2 separate regions of the Macaca mulatta genome follow, and region 1 is linked to region 2. Evidence: chromatin contacts called from public Hi-C data. All regions are on one chromosome and are shown on one strand. The core of a region is the stretch at or near the end of the contact, and the rest is flanking DNA. Distances in the headings are between cores, read along the strand shown.

What was found. A called contact is a pair of places that touch in the nucleus more often than the background predicts.
Region 1: a contact with region 2 is called in a Hi-C map of sperm, with 4 times the contacts expected there. The contact joins two enhancer-like sites. A contact is called at or near these places in 4 of 14 Hi-C or Micro-C datasets (fetal cortex germinal zone, fibroblasts, liver and 1 more).

The regions. Positions count from the first base shown.
Region 1 is chr3:174,428,698-174,436,202 of T2T-MMU8v2.0, forward strand. No RefSeq gene overlaps it. Among named protein-coding and RNA genes, the nearest start is that of BPGM, 41 kb to the right of the region's middle. Within about 2 kb of position 3,629, at least 2 of the 40 cell types and tissues checked have an H3K27ac peak or open chromatin away from gene starts, as enhancers often do.
Region 2 is chr3:174,134,061-174,141,148 of T2T-MMU8v2.0, forward strand. It overlaps AKR1B1 (aldo-keto reductase family 1 member B), which reads right to left. Exons shown (of 10, transcript NM_001265861.1): 4 at 6,740-6,817; 5 at 6,326-6,448; 6 at 5,716-5,822; 7 at 5,309-5,390; 8 at 4,631-4,714; 9 at 2,612-2,694; 10 at 1-87. The coding sequence ends at 45. Among named protein-coding and RNA genes, the nearest start is that of AKR1B1, 13 kb to the right of the region's middle. Within about 2 kb of position 1,356, at least 14 of the 40 cell types and tissues checked have an H3K27ac peak or open chromatin away from gene starts, as enhancers often do.

The DNA.
Region 1 (7,505 bases), core at 2,379-4,878, 300 kb after region 2:
CTATCTCAGTGAGCAGAGGGATGACTTGGAGTAGAATGGGAGGCAGATTTACCCTGAGCAGTTCCAGCTTGAAGAAGCTGAAGATATTTTCCCTTCACAATGTGAACTTGAAAAGTGTTTGGACTTAATTTATGAGTAGTCATTATATGACAATTTGGTAGACATAAAACAGAACATATTACATGTACATCACATAAACATATCTAAACCTATAAACATACATACACAAAGATCCAATAGCTGTTACCTTGGAACTCTAGCCATGAGGCAGCATCACAAACTCACCAACCTATAAAACCTGGCTTCAAGTTATTTTTCAGATAAAACTGGAACCTGTCCACATGGCTAAACTTTGTTTGCCCTGATAGGTAATTCAAGGAAAGGTGTGAGCCAAAATTTTGGATAAAGCAGTCTTTATGGCAGTTTGGTTTTAAAAACCTCTTTTACCCTTTCCCCCCAGAATTTCAAACAAGTTTCCAATGTTTACATTCTAGTTAGACCATAAATAATAAGTCTTAGCACCAGCAGCTTAGTAACAGCAGATTTAAAGCAGGCAGAAGAGAGAGGAAGATAGAGAGCTTTAGAAGACTCTACTTAACTCTATAATGTAGGTTAGCCATTTGCACTCTGAACTTTTCTTGTTATAATTTGCCCACTAGCTTAAAATGTGCACACAAATGGGCCTTCCTTGGGATGACAGAATCAGGAGCCGGGACGCTGGACACTGTTTTCCTCCTTCAAGGCTGAGTCTCTGGCTTGAACAGGAAAAGAGAAAAATAAAGAAAAAGAATGGAGAGGAGAAAGGTCAAGTTTTATAGGAGAGAAGAGGAAAGAGAAAAGAAAGAGAAGAGGCTCGTGAACCTTCTAGCCACTACGTGATGTGGAGTTAGTATCCCCTACCATCCTCGTTTAGCTCCCATCAGGGAGAGCCTCAGCATCCAAGACTTACACACCATGTGGCATGAATCCCTCCCACTTCCACAAGTCACCTGTCAAGGTGAACTGTTTCCAGCTGGAGGGAGCTATGGATGCCTTTGGCTGAGAGGAGGAAGGCTGTAGGTGGCTTCCCAGATAACCAGGAGGATGAAGTCAGAAGAAGGAAAGAGAGAGAGAAAAATCAGGGCCCACACACTAAAGTCACACATTCACATTCACATTCACACGTACAAACAAATGGCGAGCCTTCAAATAAATACCCTGTTAAGGGGCTGAGTAGAGTCCTAAATTCCTTGCCTCCCAAGTCTGCTGAGTCCTAGCCAAGCAAAGTCCCAGGATACCACAAATACAAATGCATAAAATGCTCAACTTGTGCCCCTAGTGGCCAAGTCTAAATAGCATAGAGACCCAGGGGCACCACAAAGGAGGCAGAGGGTGGTTGGTGCATTCCAACTAACTCACCCGGTTCCAAAGTTTTAAAGTTCCCAAATCCCCAAATTCCAAAATTTGTCGACTTCTCTAAAGGTCACTTTCTTTGCACCAGCGAAGAATTGAAGGCAGCAGGCACTGCAGCAGGAAGAGAGAGGATCCCTGAGACAAAAGTATCTCAGCAGCTGCAGGGAAAGTCCTCACGTTCCAGCCAAGGGTCAGCTAGCAACAAGCAGCTCCAACTCACAGACGCCCTGTGCCCTGCCGATAGACACCTCACCGGTGGGCTCCGGCCCCCAGGGCACACAGTGCTGCCTGTACAGGCCACCAAAACTGTACCTGAACACAGGCCCAGACTGAATTTGTTGGCTTCCAGTATGGGCCACCAAAATTGTGACCAAACACATGTTCACTGCTTGCAGAGTCCAATGAACAAGAATGAGGTCTGGAAGAAAGAAAGTGATTTTTATCAACCAAAACTACTAAAGGAGAAGCGGCTGGATTCCTACCAAAAGGAACCGCTTTGCTAGTTGCGGAGAAAGCAGGGGTTTAAAAAGGGAAAACTTGTTACGGAAGGCATGCAAGAATTGTGCTGATTCCAGTGCCTGTGTGTCTTGTTCTGGCGGCTGTCTTGGGTCCCAGGCCACCTGCATCTCAGGCTGGCATCACCCTGCATCTCAGGCTGGCATCACCCTTATGATGGCCAGGTTGTTGACTAGTTGCCTTGAAGTAATCTCCGGAATTCTGTAGCTGGGTCTCCAGACTTGGTCTGTCCAAAAATTAGCCCCATAAGAATTATGTGCCTTTCTGCTATATTTAGAGTAGAAAGCCCTGATGGGAGCTAAACGAGGGTGGTGGGGTGTACTGACTCCGCACTATGCAGTGGCTGGAAGGTTCACGAGCCTCTTCTCTTTCTTTTCTCTTTCCTAGCATGCAGTTAGATAAATGTGAAGGGACTATATTCTGTGAGAAAGAGAGGGACGTGGAGTCCATTTTAAGGCTAAGGCAAAAGGCTTCTGCAGTTTGCTTCAAGGTTATATGTTGAAACTCAAGAGAAAGGAAAAAAAAATGTTTACAATGCATTTTGAAATTAAGTTGCCTCATTACAGAATCATAGACTCGAGGTTGGTGGGGCCCAGAGGCACTGACGTTCTTCTAGATCTTCAATATTCCACACAGTCTGGCTAATGTTTAAACACCTCTAGGGATCAGGAATTCACTTCCCAACTAATATTTAGGAGAAAATCTTGTGTTTAGCAAGTCTTTCTTATGTGCAGCTAAAATGCCATCTTCCTTTATCCTCCACTTATAGATCTCAATTCCGCACGCAGTGACAGCACAGAACAGGTCTTTTCCTATTCTTCATGAAAGCCCTCCAAATATTTGATATAGGTCTTATATTCCTATGTTACACCCAATTGTTTTTGATGAATACCCCCAATTAATGGATACAGTTCAAATTCACAAATTAAATTCATTTTAAAATTTAATTTATTAAAAATAGATTTATTAGTTTACTAATATTGATACATCAATTAAATCACATAACTTCAATTAATACAGTTCCAAATGGATGTGTCTATAATACCCTTAGCTTTAAGAGACAGACAGAAGGCTGGGCATGGTGGCTCACGCCTGTAATCCAAGCACTTTGGGTGGCCGAGGCGGGTGGATCACGAGGTCAGGAGTTCAAGACCAGCCTAGCCAAGATAGTGAAACTCTGTCTCTACGAAAAATACAAAAATTAGCCGGGCGAGGTGGCAGATGCCTGTAATCCCAGCTACTCAGGAGGCTGAAGTAGGAGAATCGCTTGAACCAGGCGGGCAGAGGTTGCAGTGAGCTGAGATCATGCCACTGCACTCCAGCCTGGGTGACAGAGCTAGACTCTGTCTCAAAAGAAAAAAGGAGAAAGACAGAAGCCTCCAGCTGAATCTTTTAGGCTGTCAGTACCTTGGTAGGGTCATTTTGAGACCAAGGTCCAGTCTACAGTTTTTCAAATTTAAAAAATTATTTCTAATTCATTAAAAAACTGATAAATATAGTAGAATCCTACTTACATAACTATTCAGAGAGATACATCCATCAAGCCGACTGAAATATATGTGCACCTGCTGGTCATATATGATCTTTTCAGTAGCCAGAAAGCCTTTGAAAATGATTTGCATATCAGAAGAGTGATTATAATAAATAACTTAAGCCTGAGGCACTTACCATCTTGATTGATCGTAAGGACAGAGCACACTGCCATATGCCTGCAACCCAGTGGGTGGATCTTCTTTTGATAGTTGTGGAGGGAGATTCTCATGAATTCTGGATGAATGATTCGTCCCTTTCAATATTCATTATCTGGCATACAAGTCTTCCATCATCTCTGTATTTGGCAGTATGCGTAGTCGCTATGAGGCTTGGCTCTAAAGTAAGTATTTATCAAATGAAGGACTGAATACACAAACCACATGTCATCGGGATAGGATAAAGTCAGTTGAAATTTAATGACAGGAGCATATTTTGCTGGAGGATAGTTTAAAAGCATTGCCTATCCAGATAAAATTTGTAAAAGGTGCCACCTCAGGGTCCTTCCTATGATTTAGAAAACGCTCCAGTTAGTAATGTTTGCAACATCTTTTGGGGGAGTAAGTTGATTCAGAGATGAGATACAGGATACCCATTTTCATTACTTTCTGTTGAAGAGGGTGGAATTTCTGTCTTCTCCATCCAACTCTGTGCACTTACCCTGAAAGACTCTGTAGCTCCTGTGCTCAGTCTACAGTAGAGAGGGGCTTCAGAGAGGACAGGATGGATGATCTCAGCCTCCTAGATAAAGGAGGATGTGAGCTCAACTGCTGCGGCTGGGGAAGCTGAAATGCGGTAAGGGATTTCAGGGAGTGGGGAAGGCTTAGAATGCTTCCACAAGGAATCACCTAGGGAGTTAATGAAGAATGAAACTTGAGCATTGAAGTCACCGCTGAGGTTACATATCATGCATTTAGAATTAAGTCACTGTGCAGACTTGTAATTTTCTGCCAAGCACCTGGCTGCCCAGAGAAAGAGAGATAAGAAGGTTGATTTTATCTAGTGCTGGGAATTGCCTAAGTACAAAGAATTCCAGGAGGCCTAGTGACATTAAGTGATCTTTAAATAGAAAATCCTTAAGGGTTGTTTAGCAGGAAATGTTTCAAAGCAGGGGAAAGGCTATCCATGTAGACAGATAGGAGATGATTATAGACAATGAACCTGAGAGTACCCTGTCATCTCTCCAGCGGCTGAGGTCTCACCATTTGTCTGGTTTACACTTGCATGGGGCTTAAGATCTTCTTGGCCCCAGCTGACTGACCTCCCTGTATTACTCGCTATTGTTTGTTTAATTCCACTATTGTCTTACCCCTTCAAACTTGAGACTTTCATTATAAATATTAATTATCTGACTTGGTGCCCAAGCTGGGCAATAGTCTAGTTGGGGCTCTACTGTCACCTAGTGGTCTTTGGTTGCTTTGCATGTCTACGGTGTCAAGGCTAGGAAGGGAGCAAGTGAAACCAAGACACAGCTTGGATAGAAGCATTCAAGGGGTCTGGAGTTCACGACGAGGGCAAAGAGAAAAAATTGCTAGGTACCAACAAGACAGAAGAATAATAGTTTGTAGTCTAAAAGAATTTCAGAGTTTGAGATCTTGATGATGGAGGAGTACTAGGGAGGATAATACCAAAGAAGTGGCTATGGTTGTGTGTAGCTGAAAAAGACTGAAGAAGGACATTAAAGCTGAAGGTCAAGGAGTTCAGGGCCAATTTGTTGCAAGGGCCATTTACATTCTCCACTTAGAGATGAGTGTCCCTGTGTTAGGGTCCACGTTTTGGTAATACATATTTTTTATCTTCCACACTTCCCAATACAGTGTCAGCAAAATGTTGGTTGAATTGACTTGAGTGTTGAAGAAAAACAATCACTCACAATGACTGTAGGGGATGGAGTGGAGATTATAACTTTGAACTTGCTAATCTATACTTTTAGATGAGAATGGCTTCAAATAGCTGGCTTTCTCAAGCCAGGCAGCTATTTTCACTCCTTCAGTGACTGTCCCAACATATCTCCACTGGATGAATCTCCCCATTCCTGGTATTTTACAGTTTGTTGTGATTCCTTCTAAGGCAAGAGAACATCCTGGATGTTGCTGTGTGCTCATTGTCTGAAATGAGCACACCACATGTAGCACACCACATGTAGCAATTACCTTTCCTGCCATTGATTCTCCATGTGAACTTTCTGTAAGCAAGATGTTCATCCAGGAGTTCTCCAAAGCCTACCTTCTCTTCACTCCTTTCTGAGTTTCTAAAAAAATTTGGGAGTTAGTTACTCTACTTTCCCATACTACTCCAGGAAATTTTAAATCCCTGCATGTCTACTTCCTAGGTAAGTTGGCTCTTGATCACACTGTTTTCAGTCAGCTGGGTCTTTGGCCAACCCAGAGGTATTCCTTTGTTAATTCCCACAAGCTAGAGGATTTCTAGAGATTTTTTTCATTACTTATTCAGTGGACACTATTTCTTCTCACCCCAAATCATCTGCTTGCCTCATTCCTGCCCCACTCTGATTTAACTCCCATGTGACTCATTAGCTCCAAGCCAGTTTGCAGTGACTCCCAGGCTCTCAGCTGCCTGAAGGATTGGCTGCCATACTGGACACTTTGATGACTATTCTGGTTGTCTCTTGATTCTTAGAACATCTTTGTAGGCCAACCTATCTATAAAATGACTTCCTTCTTTGTCAGCTATAATAATGGATATTGATTTTTTTCTAATTTTTCATTATAGGAATTGTGAACACATAGAAAGCTGGAGGGAATAGTGTATTGAATGTAGTGTACATACTCAGCTTTAGTGTAATTTATGGACAATATTATTTCATCTATACTTTTTTAGATCCCTGATTATTTTGAAACAAATCCTAAATATCATATCCTTTTATCTGTCGATGACAGTGCATAGCTTTAAAAAATAAGAACACTTGCCATGTCACAAGTAAAAATTAGCAAAATTTAGCAAACAAATTTCCAAAGTCATTCAGACTAGAATAATAGTGGTTGAGAGTAGCTCTTCTTGTTTAGAAAAATTTTAATTTCAGCCTGAGCTAAGACCAAAGGAAATCACAATTAAGCTTTACCACTGCTAAGCCATTAAACTCTTGTTGATAGAGCAATTCAGGATATTCAGCTTCTATTTTTGATAAAAAATCGTAGAATTGCAGATGTTTACACCACAAAAGTGAATAAGGTCCATTTTGGACATGGCCTGTTCAATAATATATGATAGAACCAAACATGTTATACAAAGTACCTACTGATGAATAATACAATGAATGATTACAGGTTTTAACATCTTACTTTTTCACAAGCTTTTAAATGAGTCAAGTAAGCCTTTGTCTGCTTCACAAAAATTTTTACCACCATGTAGCACATCTTAGCAGATTCCACTTCAGGTTGTACTGGCTTAGAAATTTTACCAGCTTCTTTGAAAATATTATTCTCACTTGTAGTTGTTCCATACAGAGTATTCATAGAACCTAATTCTTCAGTTACTTCAAACTTAGCATTGATACCTCAAGTAAAAAACAACAGCTGAGCAGTATCAGTAGCATCTGTCTATTCAACAAGAGACAAGGAAAGATACTCAGAACAATTAACTTTGTTTTTAATTAACTATTGATGTTGCTCCCAATGTCCTCAACTCTTCAATCAACTTTTCTTACCAAAAAGCTCACAGTCTCGAACAAATTTATTTTCTGTGTACCCATTTTTTCAGCTAATAAAAACACAATTTAATTAGCTTACCATTGATACATGGGTTTCCTTGCTTGCTGACAAATGAACCACTTGGAAACTAAGTTTGGTTGCAGCCTCATTTACATTTGTAATTCTTGTGAAGAAATTTCACTATAATAAGATATTCTATTTAAATTTCCTAATTTTTCTGCCTGTTGCTTTCCTGTGAGTTGGACATATTGTGATGAGTGCTTAGTCTGACAATGTTGACATATATTGTGCTGTTTTAGCACAGCTTTAGTGTCAGTGCATAATAAACACATGCTTTCTGATCTAATTCAATTTTTTACAAAAAGCCAGATGCACAATAACTTAAAAGTACAACAT
Region 2 (7,088 bases), core at 106-2,605:
AACACAGGTATAGGTCACTTAGGGATGAGCAGGCATCCACAGCTTCAAAACTCCTCATGGAAGGGGTAATCCTTGTGGGAGGCACAGCTGTCAGGAGAAAGGAGAAAACAGTTGCTTTTTGAAGAGGTGATTTTGACTATACCCAACTCCCAACAGAGAAACGATGTGTCTCATTGAAGAAAGAAAACAGAACCTCAGAGGCAACAAGCTAGTTCTGAATCTGCAGATCACGGTTCTGCAGCTGGGGGAAGCAACTCACCCTGCAGACCCCTCTACCACTACTGTCACCAAGCAGCACACGTGTGAGGGACACCCCCTCCCCATGTGCCCAGCACTGCAGACCCCTCTACCACTACTGTCACCAAGCGGCACACGTGTGACGGACGCCCCTCCCCATGTGCCCAGCACTGTGCCTGGGCCATGCAGGATGGCAACACGATTTCTGCCTCCTAGTAACTCAGTCTAGTTGGCAGGACCAGACAGCATCTTGTGGTCTTAAACAATAAGAGGGTGTAATAATATCAGAAGGTAGGCCAGGCACAGTGGCTCACGCCTATAATTCCAGGCCGAAGCGAGAGGATCACTTGAGGCTAGGGGTTTGGGACTAGCCCGGGCAACATAGCAAGATTTCCATCTTAACAAAAAAATTTTAAAAATTAACCAGGCATGGTGGTGCACGCCTACAGCCCCAGCTACTTGGGAGGCTAAGGGGGGAGGATCGCTTGAGTCCAGGAGGTCAAGGCTGCAGTGAGCTGTGATCATGCCATTACATTCCAGCCTGCGTGACAGAGTAAGAGCCCATCTCAAAAAAAAAAAAAAAAAAAAAAAAGGGATGTTGAAACTCTGTATGTGACTGAATCTCTAAGGATAAGAGAAGCAACGGCAAGTGCTCTGAGGATGGAGGGAGCCTCCTTGTATCAGTGGGGGCTGAAGTGAGCACAATCAACGGTTGGAGATTTTATACTGGAAACAGGGCAGGGAGCACAGGTGCAGACGTCTTTGCCAAAGCTCACCCACTGTCCATCTAGTAAGGCCAATGGCTGTGCTGGGAACATAAAGGCAGGAACACTGGACAGATGGTTGAGCAAGGCATGCAAGGCCAGAGTTATGTAATCTGAGCTGGGTGCTTAGAGTCTGTAACTCTTATTCAAAACCATTCAAAAGTTCTCCATGGCCTGCCTTTTTTGTGTACCCAAGGAGAGTGACACTGACATCAGCAGGTCAGGCTCAGTAAAGCAGTATCTGCCAGAGGGGTGGCATGTGTATAGAGAAAACTCCCTGGGAGACCTGGGCATGTCAGGGCTAGTCTCTTCCTCCCACTCACCACCACACAACAGGATAATCGAACAGAAGTTTCTAGAACAATACTGGAGGGCAGAGGAGTCTAACTGTAAAGGGAGCAATGAGAAAACCACTGTGGTTCCTCAGCCCTAAGAGCTTCAATCCACTGTCTCAAGTGGGAGAGGAAAAGGAAGACGGATGAACGGGAGATTCTGAAAGGAGAACGAAAGTAGCTTGGTGACTGATTTATTCCTCTCCTCCTTGTCCACTAGATCCAAAAATGATTTCAATGTCTAAGGCTAAGTAGCATTAACAAAGACGTCTGAAAGGGTGCTGGCCTGGGGCTGCCTGTGACATGCTCTGTTTGTGGCCTGTTTTGAGTGTGAGGCCACAGTGTGGCAGCAGCAGGCTCTCCAGACACACGCATGCCTGAAGCAGGGCAAAGTTATTGTCCACGATGCAGGCTGGGCACACATCTGCCTGGGGCAGTGGCTGAAGCCACCAGCAGTGCAAACTCCGGGGAGGGAGAGGGGACAGACTGGAAAGGGAAAGCTGGTGGCCCACCCCATCTTAGGGAATGTTCAAATTTTGCTTAGAAGAGGAAGTACTAAAGGAGAGTGTGTGGAAACAGCTCAAATGAGAATAAGGGTAGTGAAAGAGAAACAGGGTCTTAGTCTCCACTGCAAAATGAGCAGTTCCTTCTTGAAAAGCAGGAAGTGACTTACACGCGTCACCTAGTTATTGTAATGGTAGGAAAAGAGAAAACCCCCAGAAAACCTTCCTAGGCAGCTCCTTCCAAACTACCACGCAGAGGAAACAGAACCAGAGGATGTATGGCTGGAGGGACGGAGGTGCCTGCTGCTCAGAGGGAGGGCCTGTTTTGGAGCCACGTGGCTTACCAGGGTCAGAGCTGGGACTGTCTCAAACCCCAGCCCCAGGGGCTTCCGACCAAACCCCTTTCATTAGGGTCATTAAGACAAAAAGTCACAGGCAAATTCTTCCAGAGTTTGATCCAGGGTCACCTGGGATCACCTGGTTTCAGATGAACCACTAGGATTTTAAAATTAAATGCCAAAATATGTAGTTACTTCAGGCCAGGCCAACAATGCCCCGTGGTTAGAAGAAGATATCAGGAGCGGATCTCTTGGCATCTTGGCTTCATGCAGTTCAGCTAATGTAAGGTCATGTGGCAGAGAAAGCAAGGTAATGTGCAAAGCAAGAACAGCTGTGACAGGAGCGCATGGGCGCTGAGGCCTGCAGGGATCACTCTTCTGCTCTGCAGTATCTGAGGATCTCCTGGGAACTGCTCCTCACGCTGGGGCTCACTCACCTCAACAAGGCACAGACCCTCCAGTTCCTGTTGTAGCTGAGTAAGGTGGTCATATCCTGGTTGCTCAGTTCAAAGTCAAAGACCTAAAAAACAAACAAAAAAAATCCAGTAAGCTCTGCAAATAAAAACAAAAGACGAAATACTGTGCAGGACCCAGATGTCTTCCATGGCTTTGAGCAGAGATGATAAACTGAACTTAGAAAAAGCTGATTATATTACTATTCAGGAAATGTGCATGTTGGGCTAGATAATATATGGAACGATGAAAACAGTCCTTCCTTTCCAGAACCTCCCAGGGAAATGATACATTTTATTTCATTTCAAAAAACACTACTGAGCACTTCTATTGTGATACGCTGCAGTGAGGAGTAGAATCATGGGTAAGATGTGTCTTTGCCTCTACTGATGAAGCAAACAAAGGGCAGAGGTATTTCTACAGCTGTGCCACAAATAACTAATCACACACTGTGTAAGGCACTCAACAGAGCACAGGAAGGGCAGAGGTATTCCAAATGCATTCCAGCTGGGGAACTGAACCACCACAGCCGAAGAGGAGGTGGTATTTGACATGGCCTAAGAAGCATAAGGTTCTGACAGGAAAGGCAAGAAAGGTATACTGGGAGAAGAGAAGCACCTGCATGAAGGCAGCAGATGGTACAGAACTCAGCTGGCATGGAGGCTGGGAGGGAGGCAGGCAGGCAGCACTGGGTGAGACCCACATGAGGCCAACACACACTCCCAGAGCCGAAGGGCTCTTAGCTTCAGATGATCACAAAATGTGCAGAAAGAGAGTCTGCTACAGGCTCTGTGATTACGATCACAGAAAAATGTGCAATAAGATGCAAAAATAAAATAGGTTAGCATTTTGAGATTAGTCATTTATTTTTTCTTTCCTAATTCCTTAAAAAATGAAATATGAAACAAAGGATGCATCTCCGGTGGGCTATGCCTTTCCCTCAGTGGCCACGGTTTTGCCACTTTATCTTGTGTACTCAGAACATCTACCTGCACGTAAGAAGAAAAACGTCTCCTCTACTCAACAATGGGCTCCACTTCCCGCTTCAGGGATCACTCTCATCCCTGTCTCACGCGTGACAGGTGGCAGGCATTAGGGCCACGGCCTCTGGGCAGTGGAATCAGGCAAAACCAGCTGCTCACCTGAGCTGGGGCCTGCCCAAGAGCCCCATGCCCATGGTTGTGCTGCATGCGGCACAGATCTTGGATAAAGACAGAGCTTCCCTGGCAGAGCCACTTCGCTCCATGAGAACAGAGCTTGGGCCATCAGGACTCCCCTGAGTTGCTCTCCTTTGGGCGTGCCCCCACCCCGACTCACCAAAGCTGCAAGGACGGGCGGGGAGGGAGGTGGTGCCCGGTAGCCTGAGCTGCTCCAGCTGCCACACTGAGCACTTTGCCTGTGCCCTGACACACGTCTAGGCTCTGTCCATCATCACATGAACTCCTTGCAGAGCTGGTGAGTGGGCTAAATGGTCCAGAGGGTCCTTTGCGGTCCCTGGGCTTATCAGCACAGCAACATTTCTCGATCACTTACTAAGGTATTAAGCACCATGTGAAGTGCTTTGATGCATCACTTAATCTTCGTAACAACCCTCAAAATGGGTATTATTTCATAGATAGGGAAGCTGAGGCACTGAGCAGTTAAGTGACTTGTCCAAGGTTATGCAGCTGGTAACTAACAGTTTCAGCGCAGGGCAGGTCCAGGCAGTGAAGCTCAAGAGCGAGATTTTCTCTGGGTAACCTCTCGGTGTGGTTGAAGGGCCTGAGCAAAGGTGTAGGTGTGTGTGTGCACAGCACGGGGCCCTGGAGGCACAAGGCCTGGCTCTGCACATGACCCCACCGGGGAGGTGTCCGTCTCAGTCTATGGCTCGCTCGCCATGGCTCCCTGGCCTCAGAGGAGAGGATGTGGGGATCCCACAGATGACACTCCAGGGACAGGATGAGCGGCTTCCTCCACCGCCCACTCCACGGAGGAGGGCCAGGCCTGACCAGCCAAGATCTTACCTTAAAGTTCTCAGCAATGCGTTCCGGTGTCACAGACTTGGGGATCACCACCAAGTTCCTCTGCATGGGGAACCGGATCAGGACCTGTGAGCCCAGGGAGACAATGAGTGTGTACACATGCCGGGCACTCGCACCATCATCACAGTGTCACACAACCCGCAGAAGGACATGCGAGAACTCCACAGGTGATCAGAGAGGGCCTCCAAGATGGCAGGTCACAGCTAGCAACAGGTAGGCGACGCATTCAGGTCCAGATCTGACTCCAGAGTCCTGCGCTAGCCACCGTGCCACATGCTTCAGTATCTCAGGCATATCACGAGACCACGTGAGGCCCTCCACTGGCTAGGAACGCACACTACCACTCAGGGGAAAGAACATTCCCTGCACAGCTGGTAAGAGCTCTTACATTTGTACAGAGATGAGCTTCCACATCAATGAACAAGTGCTGGCCCTCGTGGCAGTCACCCTTGGGATAGTGGGGGCAGGCACTATTACTCTAAGAGCCCATGCCACTCTTCTAAAGCCCCCATCTGTGCCCTGTCCACTCTGCACTTGAGGACCCTGAACCACACTTCCTGTGAGGGGGTAACAGGCTCAGTCACTTCCTCCTCTTGGCTAACAGGACCATCAGGAATGCAGGGAGTTCTGGAGAGTCAGGAACACCTGAAGTGGCTGTACCTGGGCTGTAGTTTTATTGTGCTTGGCTGCAATCGCCTTGATCCTGGGATCCTCCAGGAGGGAAGGGTCCTCGGGCTTGGCCCTGAGGATAGAAAGACAGTCCAGGTCACACCATCATGGCCGTCACTCATGGCAGCCAGAAACCCTAACCCTAATCCTCCCATCGACCTCAGAGGGCAGCCACCAGTCTCTTCCTCAGAGCTGGGTTAGGAACCCCCAATCCTTTGGAAAAAGACTAGGTGTCTTGCTACTAGAAACGCCAACCCTTCCAGGAAAACCAGCAAGAGACTCGGGGGAAATTTTGCAGATCAGCCCCAGAAACATCTTCCTTGAGGCTAAATTGTTCTTTTTAGTCATTTCTAATCTTCACCAAGTGACAAGGGAGCATGAGCCTGTGGGAAGCTCACCAGGGCCTGTCAGGAGAGCCGAGGGGGCTGTAGGCGGTCACCACGATGCCTTTGGAGTGGCAGTACTGGATTAACTTCTCCTGAGTGAGGTACGGGTGGCACTCAATCTGCAAATGCAAACACAAGAGCTGATGGGAGCACTGTGGCTACATGCTGATATGACACAGATGAAGCTTCCTATGCTAAAGTCCCTCCCTAGCCCATAGAGAAAACTATGTATAACAAACACCCTATTTCCCAGATAAGCTGTACCTTCCTACAATACCCAGGTAGTATCCCTGATGTTACCATGTTATTACTATCATCTTATTATAGATGTTCTCATGGGCCCTAGAGGCTTTTCCTGGCTTTAGCCACTTATCAGTTATCACAGGTCTGAGGATCTCATGGCTGCCTCTTTGTCAGAACCCAAATTGTCACAAGCCAGGCTCAAACCCTTTCTTTCCTGTAAATTTCCTCTCCCAGATGTGCTGTGTCATGCTGAATCATAACTCAGGACTCTGGAGCTGCCTCCTGGACACTCGCTGGGTGAGGTGGATGAGAAATCCCTACCAGCATCAGATAGTAAAACAGCATCGTTGCAATGCCAGTGTCCCTGGGGGACGTTTACCTGGTTAACTGCAGGCTTATATTTTAAGCCAGGTTTGTTTAAGATCGCCTCCACCTGGAGATGGTTGAAGTTGGAGATGCCAATAGCTTTCACCAGCCCTTCATCCACCAGCTCTTCCATGGCCTACAGAGAAACGTGTGTCTGTGTGGTGCAGAAACGAGCCCAGAAAGCACAGGATCAGAAGTGTCTTTTGCACCAGTTTAATGGGTCCTGCCCTCACTCTTCAGTGCCAGCGAATTCGACCTTTCAGAAGCCAAGAGACAGTGAGACGAAAGCCAGGCTGGCTTTAATGAGATAAGAAGAGCAAACAACAGGGACAGAATAACAAAATGCAATGTGAGAAATGGCAGGCAGATTGCTCCTAAGAGGAGGGAACCAGTCATGAAAACAAGGTCCAACCAGGGGCTGTCTTACCGCCCATGTGTCCAGAATGTTGGTGTCACTGGGAACCACATTGCCCGACTCATCCAATGGGAAAAATTCCTTCCCAGGCTGTCATTACAATAAAAAACAAACAGACAAAACAATCAGTAATAGTCCTTCACAGACCTGCTGAGGGAAGCTGGCATCTAAAACAATTCTAAACCACCACAGCTGGCTAGGGACCATCTGTGTGCCAGTATGAAAAGGAAATAGGTGGACAGCCAACACTTCTCTATCAAACGGGCTGGAGCTGGAGACACGGACACTACTTTGCCACAGAGATGAGCCCCGCCACTGACTGCAATGTGTGGATACAGGAAGGACTCAAGACCAGGACTCA